2 separate regions of the Oryctolagus cuniculus genome follow, and region 2 is linked to region 1. A link is a contact called in public Micro-C data. All regions are on one chromosome and are shown on one strand. The core of a region is the stretch at or near the end of the contact, and the rest is flanking DNA. Distances in the headings are between cores, read along the strand shown. Region 1 overlaps MAP3K20 (mitogen-activated protein kinase kinase kinase 20). Region 2 overlaps RAPGEF4 (Rap guanine nucleotide exchange factor 4).

Region 1 (6,118 bases), core at 1,965-4,464:
TTGTCTAAGGGCAGACTCCAGCTATAAAATTACAGTCTTTCTAGGGGTTCTCGTTCAATTATGAAGGTTTCACTGTATTTCAAGAATGATTATGAATATTATTCTGTAAAAATCCTTGAGTTTCTCCTGCTTTTCCTTACAAAATGAAAAATCCTTTATTATGTAATTAGTTCCTGTGCAAAAAAAAAATTTTTTTTTCTTTTAAAACCTGACACATGGTGGTAGAAATTAAGATGGAAATAGAGTTAAAGGAGACAGGATATTTTTCAAGTTTCCTGCTTAAGGCAGTTTTCTCTTAACTTACTAAAAAGCTGAATATATGCCAGTAGCATTTAGGTACTTATGCCGTCTCTTTAAAACACAGACACACACACACACACACACACACACAAGCATGTGCTCTTAAAAAGAGAAAAATAGTGGCCTAACTCCATAGCTCAGTTGTGTATTTCTGAGAAATGGGAAAATTGCTTTTCTTACTAATACAGGAGGCTCTCGGTCCTGAGAGCAAGCTACCTCAACATTGTTCTTTCTTGTTTTTGTGCGCCCAAATTAAAATGCATGTTTAATTGCTGCAACTGTAATTTGTTCAGAAATGGTATAATTACAAGGCATGTGAAGAGAGACTGTGCATCATCCTTTTATTCTCTTCCTCCGTTTTTGTTTTAACCTTTTGTCTCAACCTTGGCTGGAGTCTAAGGAGAGAGACGAGGATAGCTAGTGTGAGCTGAAGAAATGTACTTCCCACTGCCTCCCGCCCTGCTGAGCAGCGTCTCCCGGTGTCCCGCACGGAGGCTCATCCTAATGTGGGATAAACATTGAGAGCAGTGACTTTAAAATTGGAGGATCTTTTTCCTAACCAGCTGAAATTGGGAAATTTTATTCCAGAAGTCATCAATTTGGAATTAGATTTTTTCTGCCAACATTTTTTTTTAAGATTTATTTATTTATTTATTTGAAAGTGTTGGGGCCAGCGCTGTGGTGTATCAGGAAGAGCCCACTGCCTGCAGTGCCAGCATCCCATGTGGGCACCAGTTTGAGTCCCGGCTGCTCCACTTCCAATCCAGCTCTCTGCTATGGCCTGGGAAAGCAGTGGACAATGGCCCAAGTGCTCCCGGCTCCTGGCTTCAGATTGGCGCAGCTCCAGCTGTTGCTGCCATCTGGGGAGTGAACCAGAGGATGAAAGACCTCTCTCTTTCTCTTTCTCTCTCTCTCTCTGCCTCTCCTTCTCTCTGTGTGTAACTCTTTCAAGTAAATAAATAAATCTTTAAAAAAAGAAAGAGAAAGAGTTGCACAGAGAGAGAAGGAGAGGCGGAGAGAGAGAGGTCTTCCATCCACTAGTTCACTCCCCAGTTGGCTGCAGTGGCCGGAGCTGTGCCGATCCAAAGCCAGGAGCCAGGAGCTTCCTCCAGGTCTCCCATGTGAGTACAGGAGCCCAAGGACGTGGGCCATCTTCTGCTGCTTTCCCAGGCCATAGCAGAGAACTGGATTGGAAGTAGAGCAGCCAGGTCTTGGCGCCCATATGGGATGCTGGCACTGCAGGCAGCAGCCTTACCCACTGTGCCAGAGCGCCAGTCCCCTGCCAACATTTTTTATAAAACATACAAAAATTTAAAGAATTGTACAGCAGGGGCCGACGCTGTGGTGCAGCAAGTAAAGCTGCTGCCTGTAGTACCGGCATCCCATATGGGCGCTGGTTCGAGGCCCGGCTGCTCCACTTCCTGCTCAGCTCTCTGCTGTGGCCTGGGAAGGCAGTAGAGGACGGCCCAAGCCCTTGGGCCCCTGCACCCACGTGGGAGACCCGGAAGAAGCTCCTGGCTCCTGGCTTCGGACTGGCCCAGATCCGGCTGTTGTGGCCATCTGGGGAGTGAAACAGCGGATGGAAGACTTCCTTCTCTTTGCCTCTGCCTCTCTGTAACTCTACCTTTCAAATAAATAAATAAATCTTTAAAAAAAAAAAAAAAGAATTGTACAGCAAACACCAAGAACACCAAGATACTCAGACTCCCATTAACTTTTTACCAGTTTTATCACATAGATGTTTTTAAGGACTAATTTTTTTCCTTTGAGGAGCCCTTAATCATACCCAAAGAGAACTTCTACCTGGAGAAAAACACTAATTATCCCAAGCTTAGGCCACATGGATAGAAAAACAACATCAGAATCTATTCCTTCTCCTTTTAAATTTTTATTTATTTCCATTTTATTTGAAAGGCAGATAAATGGAGATAAAGAGACAGACACACAGAGCTCTTCCATCTGCTGGTTCACTCCCCAGATGCCTGCAACAGCCTCAGCTAAGCCAGGTCCAAGCCAAGAGACTGGAATTCAATCAGGTCTCGCACGTGGGTGGCTGGAACCCAAGTACTTGAGCCGTCACCTGCTGCCTCCCAGGGTGCATATGTTCTTCAGCATAAGTAATCCAAAATATGGAATCTGCTGTAAATAACGTTGTGTCACGTTTCCTTTCGCCCGCCCGGTGGGCTGAGCTGGGTATGACCGTGCCTGTGGGTGCCTGTGTCTTCTCTAAAGCTCTCCTGCTTAAGGCCCAGTATGTGACTCTCTCCCCTTTTGCAGAAACGGCCGTCGTTCAAGCAGATCATTGCCATCCTGGAGTCCATGCGCAATGACACGAGCCTTCCTGACCAGTGCAACTCGTTCCTGCACAACAAGGCAGAGTGGAGGTGGGTGGTCCTGGCGCTGCAGCCCGGCCACAGAGCCCTGGCTGACAGTCCTGCTGGCTGCGCGTGGCTTAGGGAAAACAATGTTTTAGACCTTTGGAGAGGAGACCTGGTGAGCCCTCCCTCTCACACGGAAGCAAGAGGGAGAGTCTGCGTTGTCTGACTGCATCCCTCAGTGTTTGGAAAGAATACTGAAATCCTGGCTTCTGAGACAAACGCTGGTGAGCAGCCCGTCCCCGTCCCCATCCCCGCTCTGGCCTGTGTCCAGTAAAGTAAGAGAGGAAAACTGTGCAGGCCTTGAAATGCGCGGGCGCCAGATCTGCTGCTGGAGAGGGCAAGGGCACTGTAAAAACACTTGTAAAAGAAAACTTGGGCCCTTATAAATCCTATCAAATGTTGTGAAGTGCAGAACAAACTTCGGAACGAGAGAACCGTCTTGTATGAGTGGAAAAAGTAAGCCCAGGCTAGCCCGTCCGAGCCAGCTCACATGATGCACGTATAAATAGCATGTTTGGGAGCTGACACCACTGCTGCCCTGACTCAGCAGAGGTGGGAGTAACCTCAACTCTGCTCCGAGGCAGTAATGTGAGGCCTTACGCCATCTGCTGATGCTGGCTGAACACTGCATGCAGGTTGAAAACCACCAGGTTGTGGACTCCTGTTGTCCCAAGTCTCCTTGGGCTTCCTGTTTGGTATTTTACAGTCACACTATGTATGCTTATTCCTTTGAAAGATCTCCCTAGGGCGAGTGAGTTAAGTGAATTATTACTTAGGGCTACAAAAGTAACACCGTGAAGTCAAGTCTAGTCCTAAGAGACAATTTTTAGGCTGAAATAATTAAAAAAGCAAAACATTTGTTTCCTGCAGTAAGAGATCAGTGACTGTGTAATCGGATCACTTCCCATCAGAACCCTCGTATGGGTTCCAATCACTCGTAAGATGAAGGGAAAGATACTTAACAGGACTTTGGAGACTGAATGAGGCCATCTGGGTTTTGGCCCCAATGGCCTTAGCTTAAGATCATGGTCCTATTCCACGCTTGCCCTCCCTCTGCAGGGGGGCTTTGCAGATACAGTTTCCCCTCTTTAAAGCCCACCCCTGTGCAGCTGCACACCACCCCTGAGGCTCCGGTAGCTGAGATAACACAACAGGCCAAGTCCTGCCTTCCGCACTCCGAGAGCGTGTCTCCTCCTCAGCCCCGCCCTTGCCCTCTGTGGGTAGTTGTTGAACTATGTCCCCCTGTTGCTTGCACTCACCACTGTCCCTGCAGCTCCTAGAACATGCTGGAAACACAGCTGTTGCTTGGTCAATACGTACGAGGACAGAGGAAGAGAATGCCTTGTTGGTAATGATATGAAAGGATGGTGTTATACAGCAGCACATAACCCTGTAGGGCCATTTGTCTGCCATGACAAGCACCCAGGTTGTATTTGTTTGTTCAGCATCCATTGTGCTTCTGCTGGTGCCGCCCAGGTGCCGGGCCGGAGCCATGAGCACAGGATGCTTGTCACAGCGTGTCCAGTTGCCAAACTGCTAAATGGAAACCCACACATAGCTACTGGACAGGCGTCGCAGCTGAGAAGCGCCGGACGCCTGAGAGCACAGGCCCACACCATCTGATCTGGGCCGAGGCTGCTGTGAAAGCCTTCCCCAAGGAAGTGCCATTCGATCTGTTATCCCAAGGGTCAGTGGGATATTAATACCCTTGCGACAGGGAGTCTTTAAAAGTATGGCAACAGAGCATCAGTCAGGAGGAAAGTCGCTTGCTCTCCACGTGAAAATCTTAAAGCCTACATATGGCCAAAAACAGTGCCCTCAGAAATCGGGTCCAAGACAGATGACAGCTGCTGTCACAGCTCTTCCCCACGTACGACCATTCCCATAGGTTTTGGTCTCAGGACTCTTTTACGTTCTTAGAATTACAGTGGACTCCAAAGAACCTTTGTTATCATGACCTGCATCTGCCAGTGTTTACCACATTCACGATGAGAATCGAGAAAAAACTTAAATATGTGTTGATTCATTGAAACTACACACAGTGACACAGCACGCTTTTGCATTCAGTCTGCGTCACTTGCGCACGCAGGGAACCTGTGGGAGACCGAACGCTTTTAGAGGATGAGAGCGGAACAGGCGACCCCTGTCTAGTGATATTCTGAAAACAGCGTAACTCCAAGAATCTTCTGGAAGGTCTCATGGGTCCCCAGAGCAACACTGAAAACCTCTGTCACAGACAAAGAGTTTTTTTATTTAAAATAACATTTTAGAGGTGTGGATTGTGGCTGAGTGGGGTTAGCTACTGCTTGAGACCCATCCCATATTGGAGAGCCTGGTTGGAGTCCTAGCCACTCCATGCTTCCAATTCAGCTTCCTGAAATACGCACCTGGGAGGCAGCAGATGATGGTTCAGGTACTTGGGTCCCTGCCACCCTGTGGGAGATGCAGTTGGAATTCCTGGCTCCTGGCTTGGGCCTGGCCAAACCCTGGTGTTATAGGGATTTGGGAAGTGAACCAATGGATAGAAGATCTCTCTGCCCTCTGCCTTTCAAATAAATAAATCTTTAAAAATGAAAAATAAAGTAGCCTTTTACTAAAACACTAAAGGACATGAAAATGCAGACCTAGCGATGCTCAAGTTGTTGGGTACCTGCCACCGTGCAGAACACCTTGCTGCCAGCTTTGACCATGGCCCAGCAGACATTTGGGGAGTGAGCCAGCAGGTGGAAGTTTTGGCTCTCTGCCTCTCAAATTTTTTTAAAAAAAAGATAGGCTTATTTTGGTGCAAAGAAATCCATGAATTTTTTTTTTTTTTTCATAATACATGCTAAACTTTCTGAGGACTCTGTAAGGAAGGATTTCAACATTTTTGTGCCAAAGCAAACATCTTTTAATTCTCTCACAAATTTATTCCTCATCTATTTTATAGGAATTCTGATTTCTTTTTAAAATTTCATTTTATTATAAAATTTTAATTTTATTAGAGAGAGACAGATTTTTCATCTGGTTTACTCCCCAAATGCTTGCAACTGTGAGGACTGGGCCAGGTTGAAGCCAGGATCCCAGAACTCAGTCTGGATCTCCCACTTGGGTGTCAGGGATCCGAGTACTAGAGCCATCATCTGCCTCCCAGAGTGCATATTAGCAAGAAGGTGGATCATCAGCACACCTGGGGCTCGAACCCAGGCAGTCCAGGATAAGATGTGGGCATCCCACATGGCACCTTAACCACTGTACCAAGTGCCTGCCCCTCTGATGTCTGTATGAGCCAGTGGACCACAGTTTGAGAAGAAGCAGATCTGTTTTTTTTTTTTTTTTTTTTTTTTTTTTTTTAAGATTTATTTATTTGTTTGAAAGAGTTACACACAGAGAGAAGGAGAGGCAGAGAGAGAAAGAGAGAGGGAGAGGGAGGTATTCCATCTGATGGTTCACTCCCCAGA
Region 2 (6,118 bases), core at 1,179-3,678, 410 kb before region 1:
GATATAGCCACCCCCCCCCCCTGCCGAAAACCTCGCCTTACTGCTCAACCTTGGCCTTGCGGATGGGAATGGGCCAGTAGTACTATTTTTCTTCTCAAATACAGCAGTGGCTTCTCTTGCCTCTATTAGTCACTGCTGTACAGCTTGGTGTCTCCATAGGTAAAGCTCCCATTCTTTTTCTTTTCGTGATGTTTAAAATTGGACCTCAGGACGCCTTTCTCAACTGCAGTGCCCCTCCCTCTGCCATTATGACTCATGGCCTCCATATGCACACACCTGCTGTTCAGAGCCAAGGGCCTTGAACCTGAAAGGTGTGCTCCCTCAATGGCCACCTGCAGGAGCCACTGTGAAAACGTGCCATGTCTTATGTTCACATATTCAGGGTTCAGATAAAAACTGAAGACAGGGGCCAGTGCTGTGGCGCAGTAGGCTAGGCCTCCGCCTGCGGTGCTGGCATCCCATATGGGCACCGGTTCATGTTCCATCTGCTCCACTTCTGATCCAGCTCTCTGCTTATGGCCTGCAAAGGCAATGGAAGGTAACCCAAGTACTTGGGCCCCTGCACTCACGTGGGAGACCTGGAAGAAGCTCCTGGCTCCTGGCTTTGGATTGGCCCAGCTCTGGCCATCACGGCCATTTGGGGAGTGAACCAGTGGATGGAAGACCTCTCTCTCTGCCTCTCCCTCTCTCTGACTATACCTCTACCTCTGAAATAAATTAAAAAAAAAAAAAAAAGAGGCCAGAGAGTTGAGTAATAGCAAACTCAGAAAGATTTATCAAGAAAAGTCAAAGTTAAGAGGAGAAACCATCTGCAGCCCAGGATCATGTTTAAGATGATGTTTCAGATCCTCAGTCATAGGTAGCATATTGAAATGTGAAAATGAATACGGCACCCACCTAAATCTGAGATTTAAATTTTTGGGGGACTTGTGTGAATATTGGATTTGTTAGCAGTCACTGTCTTTATAATGGGATGGTTTCCTAAAAGATTTGTGTGCACGGCAGGGGTGGGTAGGGTTGGCATTTGGAGTTGGAATGCGGAATGTGGTGGCCTGGGTTATGCCCTTTGTTATGGATGGCAAAGTCTCAGGCAGTGCCCAAGTCCTACTTACTCCATAGTGTACTCTGCTGTTTGTGAGCAAATGCGTGGAAAGTTGCATCAGACACTGCCTGGAACCTGGGCCTCGCAGCTTGGATGCAGCCGCTCTCCCAGGACCAGTTTCCTCTGGGTCTCAGAGAGGGTCAAGGAGAGAAGCAGGTTTTGCTCCTCGACGCTGCCTCAGTTTCCCAGTGGGTCTGAGGACAGCCAGCATCTCTTGAATATTTGCCACGTGCCAGTATTGTTCTAAGCACGCATGGCTGCCTGGTTCATCCTTTACTCCTCACAACAACCCTGGGAGGCTCTGCGTTAGACCAGGTGCCCCAAGTCACGTGTCTAGAACTCAAGTGAATGCAAGCATCCGGACCCATGAACTGACTCAACAGAAGCCACGTGCAGCGGCAGTGTCCCGTCTCTCAGCCTGTCGTCACACTTTCAGGTCACCCCTGTCCTTTCTCTCTGCACATCTTCTGTCCCAGTAGGCACAGAGCTGTTCCTGGTGCTCATCTTACTCCAGGGTCACCTGCAGGCTGTGTCCAGGGGACAGGGCCCAGAAGGGGATTCTCCATGGTCTCTTCTCTTCGAGGTGGTCCTGGGGGAGCCATGATGGAGAGTGGGGAGAAGCTGGGATTTAAGGAGGAGAGAGGAGAGGAAAATGCGTGGAAGAGAAAAGAACCAGGAGAGCAGATATGCCCAAGGGGAAGAGAAATCAAGGCAGCAAGGGTGTGCTGACTCTAAACCAGCATCAGGTTTGGATGGGATTAAAATAGAATTTGGCCGGGCTCCAGAAATATTGCCCCGGACCAATTATGTCTCACCAGGACCCCCGCGGAGAATAGCTGAGTAGTGCTTTATTATTAGCATTTTTTTAAAACCAACAAACATCTAATTTTAGACTTTAGCTGTGACTTTGGCCTTAAACTTAACACAAAGCACTCCTAAGCTGGACTTGGTCTTGTCCTTGGGTGTTAGGAGTTGTGAGCTCTGACCAAAGCCGGCTTGCGGCCTTCTCGTACGCTACCTCCCACGGTGTTGCACCAGGGTTTCCTGGAGGGATCCGCACCACTAAGGTATGGGGAAGAGAAAGCTGCTAATTCCTGCAGCCCTCCAGAGGGTTGCCTGGGGTGGAGAGGAGGCTAAGTGTTCCGGCCTGCTCGGAGGGGGCAGGACGAAGTTCCAGCCACGCGGGGGAAAGAAGCTAAGGAGGCTGAGGGTGGTGGCTGAACCTCCTCCCGTGCCAAAGCGCCTGGAAGGAATAAGCAAAGCCAGTTCAACCTGCTCTGGCATTGCAGCTGGTGGGGCCACTCAGGATGACTGGTCAGCTTCTCAGAGCTGCGCCCTAAGGAGGCAGGGTTCTTCAGGCAAACAGAAGTGACAGCAGACAGAGCAGGGAGTGGGCGGATGAGAAAGGTTTTAAAGAACTGGGACTTTGGAACCTGTAGGGGATCCAGCAAACAGGAGATTCAGGTCAGAGCTGTTGCTGCCGTCTTGAGTTGCTAAGGCTGGGAAATTAGGTGGATTTCTGGAATTCTGGAAGTAGAATTCCCTCTTTGAGGAATCTCAAGGAAGCTCGTTTGGTTTTAAGGCCTTTAGTGATTACTCTCCATGTTCCAAAGAGTAATCGACTATATAAAGTCTATTGATTGTAAATGGTAATCACATTGAAAAAAGGCCATTATGGTAACATCTAGGCCAGTATTTGATCAAGCGACTGGTTAACCATCGTCTGGCCAGGTGGATACATAAGATCAACCATCAGGTACCCCAGTGGGGAGTGCAGTGGTTGAGTGATGGTCTAGGGGGAGGAGCAAGGAAGGACCCAGAAGCATTACCCCTAGAGAGCAGAAATAGTCATCGCTAAGTGCTTCCCTTGGGTGACGCTGTGCAGGGGCCCCTTGTGTGGTAACAGGTGTGACCTTAGGCCTCCATGTTCTGTTGGCCACTGGGATAGAATGGAAGGCTTAGCAGGTGCAACTTTCCCAGGCCCCCACGACAGGAATTCAATCTGACATGCCTGCCCCACCCTGCCTTGCATGTTCTTCCTGCTGTTAAACATGAAAAAAAGGGAGGAAGGGTAGGGGGTGATAACAGAGAAAGAAGACAAGATACCAGACACTAAGAGAATCGAGGAAAGGGGGCAAAGCAGGGACAGCGCCGAGTCAAGTCTAGAAGGGGGGCAGGTTTTCTCGTCTAAGTCCCCTGTACTGCGTGCCTGCCCTCCCGTCTGAGCCACAAGGGGATGTAGACAGAGATTCCCAAACTCAGCCCTCAGTTTCAGAGCCAGTGTGAGGACAGCATCTTCCCTGACCAGAATGGTGAGAGGAGCAGCCACAGCCTCTGGCAGCACAGCGCCCCCTGCGGGCCACTGTGTGCTAAGCACTTTCCCAGCAATATCTCCCTGACTGCTCAGCACTTGGCTCCACCCTCTTTGGACTCTGGTCAGTCTCCCAGGATGGGTGCCCAATAACTTGGCCAAGGCCACTCAGCTGTTAGGTGTCAGAGCCAGTTCTTTGTGATTCTAGGGCTCCAGGGCCTGAGCGTTCTCATTGTACAGGGGCTATGTGGGTGTGAAAGGGAGGGCTTGGTGGTGAGGCCTGAGCTGTTCGGGAGCAGTGACCACAGGCTCTTGCATTTCTCCTGCACCTGCCACCCTCCAAGCCTGCCTTGCAGTGTCTGCCTCACCTGGAGCGAGCTGCTGGGGACGGCCACTTCTCCGGCTCTTCCGGCTCTCCTCCCACCGCCAGCCAGATCTGGACACACACAGTTGGCTGAATGTGGTGCAGCCTCTCACAGGGCTTCCAGGCTAGAGGGTGGGACAGATGCACGTGAGAGGGCGGGGAGCGAAGGCACGAAGGTGTGAAGGGGGGGAAGGGAATCCTTTGGGAGTTCGCTGTCGTAGCTGAGTGTTGTGTATTGATTGGACATTATTGATTGGTAGAATTAACCAACATCCTCTTTACGTGACTATAGCAGATAGAAGGCTATGTAACTGAAGACGCAGAAGGTAACTCTTCCTTTTGATTCAAACTCGCACCACTTCTATCCCACTTCAGTAAACACTACGTGTTCTCCTTCTCTGTCCTTTTATTTTGTTGATTTTTGCTCTTCAGATTCAAGCACGCAGTCACTTCCTGTCTTTCTCATTGACTCGGCGGTCCTTCTTGAGCCTTTGGGTGGTACACTGTGGGTCACCAGGACCTTCACTGATGGTGGTCTTTGCTGCCAGCCTGTCACAGGACTGCTCATGGTTTACTAACTCACTTTGCCTTGAGCTTTCCCTCTTAGGAAGACCCACCTGAATGTGTGACCCTAATCCACAGGTGGAGGGGTGGTCAATTCTGGGTGACACCGTGGTGAGCCACCTGTGAGTTCCTTAACTAGTCCTGGCTGTGCTCAGCTTTGCTCATTATGTGTGGCCATTTGCCTGCACTGCCTGCCAGGGCTCTCCAAGGGGCACCTGCTCCCAAGCCCCTTTAGTATACCCAGGGGCGGGGGACGTGATGTGGATTCTTCTTGGCTGCCTGGATCACCGGCACCCAAGATCTTCCAGAGAAAGTCATTGATTGCATATTCGGGAGCAGCAGGGAAACACAGACTGCAGTGAGCGGTCACGTGGGGCTCAGACCCTCTCCCGGGAGGCGAGGGTGGTGAGAAAAGGCAGCTGGGCAGGGCGGACTGGGACAGCTCCCTGGCTTCTGCTGCCCGAGGGCTCTCCCACCATCAGTGCAGAGGCAGCTGCCGGGCAGCTGGGCAGGGGGGAGGGCAGCCTGGCTCTGCCTTACCTGCAGGGCCCACTCTTGGCTCATGATGTGGCCCAAAGCGGTACCCAGTGATGCCCGGGGGCCAGCACGGCTTCTCTCCTCCCCTGCATGTGGTCAGGCCCTTGCTGGCCGGGCCAGGAGCCTCACCTGCATCTGCCTCTCTGCTTTCCCGGTGGCTGGGTTCCCAAACCAGGGCTCCATGAGTGCACTGAATGGGAGGGGAGGCACAAGGGGCCCGCTCTCCCAGAGGCCCTCCTGGAGGAGGGCTACGTCACCTTCACTTAAATTTTTTTATTTTATTAGAGAGAGACAGAGACAGAGACAGAGAGAGAGAGAGAGAGAGAAAGAAATATCTTCCATCTGCTTGTTCACTCCACAAATGGCTGCAATGGCCAGGGCTGAGCTAGTTAGGTCTCCCACTTGGGTGGCAGGAGACCAGGCACTTGGGCCATCTTCTGCCGCTTTCCCAGGCATGTTAGCAGGAAGCTGGATAGAAAGCATAGCAGCCGGGACTTGAACCAGTGCCCATATGGGATACCAGCCTTGTGACCATTGGCTTAACCCATTATGCCACAATGCTAACCTTCACTTTTTTTTTTTAAAGTGAATATCCTTTAATTTATTTATGTATTTGAAAGAGAGAGAGAGCGCCCCAAAGAGAGATCTTCCATCTGCTGGTTCACTCCCCAAATGCCTGCAATAGGTGGGGCTGGGCCAGGTCAAAGCTATGAGCCAGGTTCTCCCAGTGGAGTGTCAGGGACCCAGGTACCTGAGCCAGCCTCTGCTGGCTCCCAGGTGCATTAGCAGGGAGCTGGATCAGAAGCGGAGATGGGACTGACTTCCAGCCGCTCCGGGATGGGATGTGGGCGTCCCAGACGGGGACTTAGCAGGCCCCCTTAGCTGCCCCACCTTCATTTCCTTCCGTCCTCTCTCGAGACCTCATGTGTCCTAATGCTTCTGGGAAGTGTGTAGACTGTTCTGTTCCTATCATGTTGGAAAACCTTCCGAGGCGGCCAGTGCCGGCAACTATCTCCATGCGTTGTATTTACTCCTCCAGCACTCTCCCGCTGTGTGTGTCGTCAGTGTCATCTCCCCCAGCCTCTCACCCCCTGCCCTGCCATTCTTTGTGCTAGCACGGGAGACAGAGCCCGAAGTGAGGGACTCGCCCCCAGACCACGTCTCCCGGCCACGGTGGCCCTGCCTGGCTCTCGTCTTCCCGTCAGTTTCCGCTTTGTAGCGCTGCTCCTAGCGAGGGTTC

What was found. A called contact is a pair of places that touch in the nucleus more often than the background predicts.
Region 2: a contact with region 1 is called in a Micro-C map of ear pinna, with 5 times the contacts expected there. The contact joins two enhancer-like sites. A contact is called at or near these places in 2 of 6 Hi-C or Micro-C datasets (ear pinna and an unstated tissue).

Annotation. Positions count from the first base shown.
Region 1 is chr3:67,920,692-67,926,809 of mOryCun1.1, reverse strand. It overlaps MAP3K20 (mitogen-activated protein kinase kinase kinase 20), which reads left to right. Exons shown (of 20, transcript XM_008258756.4): 10 at 2,578-2,684. Among named protein-coding and RNA genes, the nearest start is that of MAP3K20, 120 kb to the left of the region's middle. Within about 2 kb of position 3,214, at least 5 of the 8 cell types and tissues checked have an H3K27ac peak or open chromatin away from gene starts, as enhancers often do.
Region 2 is chr3:68,327,286-68,333,403 of mOryCun1.1, reverse strand. All of the region lies in intron 3 of RAPGEF4 (Rap guanine nucleotide exchange factor 4), which reads left to right. Among named protein-coding and RNA genes, the nearest start is that of RAPGEF4, 64 kb to the left of the region's middle. Within about 2 kb of position 2,428, at least 1 of the 8 cell types and tissues checked has an H3K27ac peak or open chromatin away from gene starts, as enhancers often do.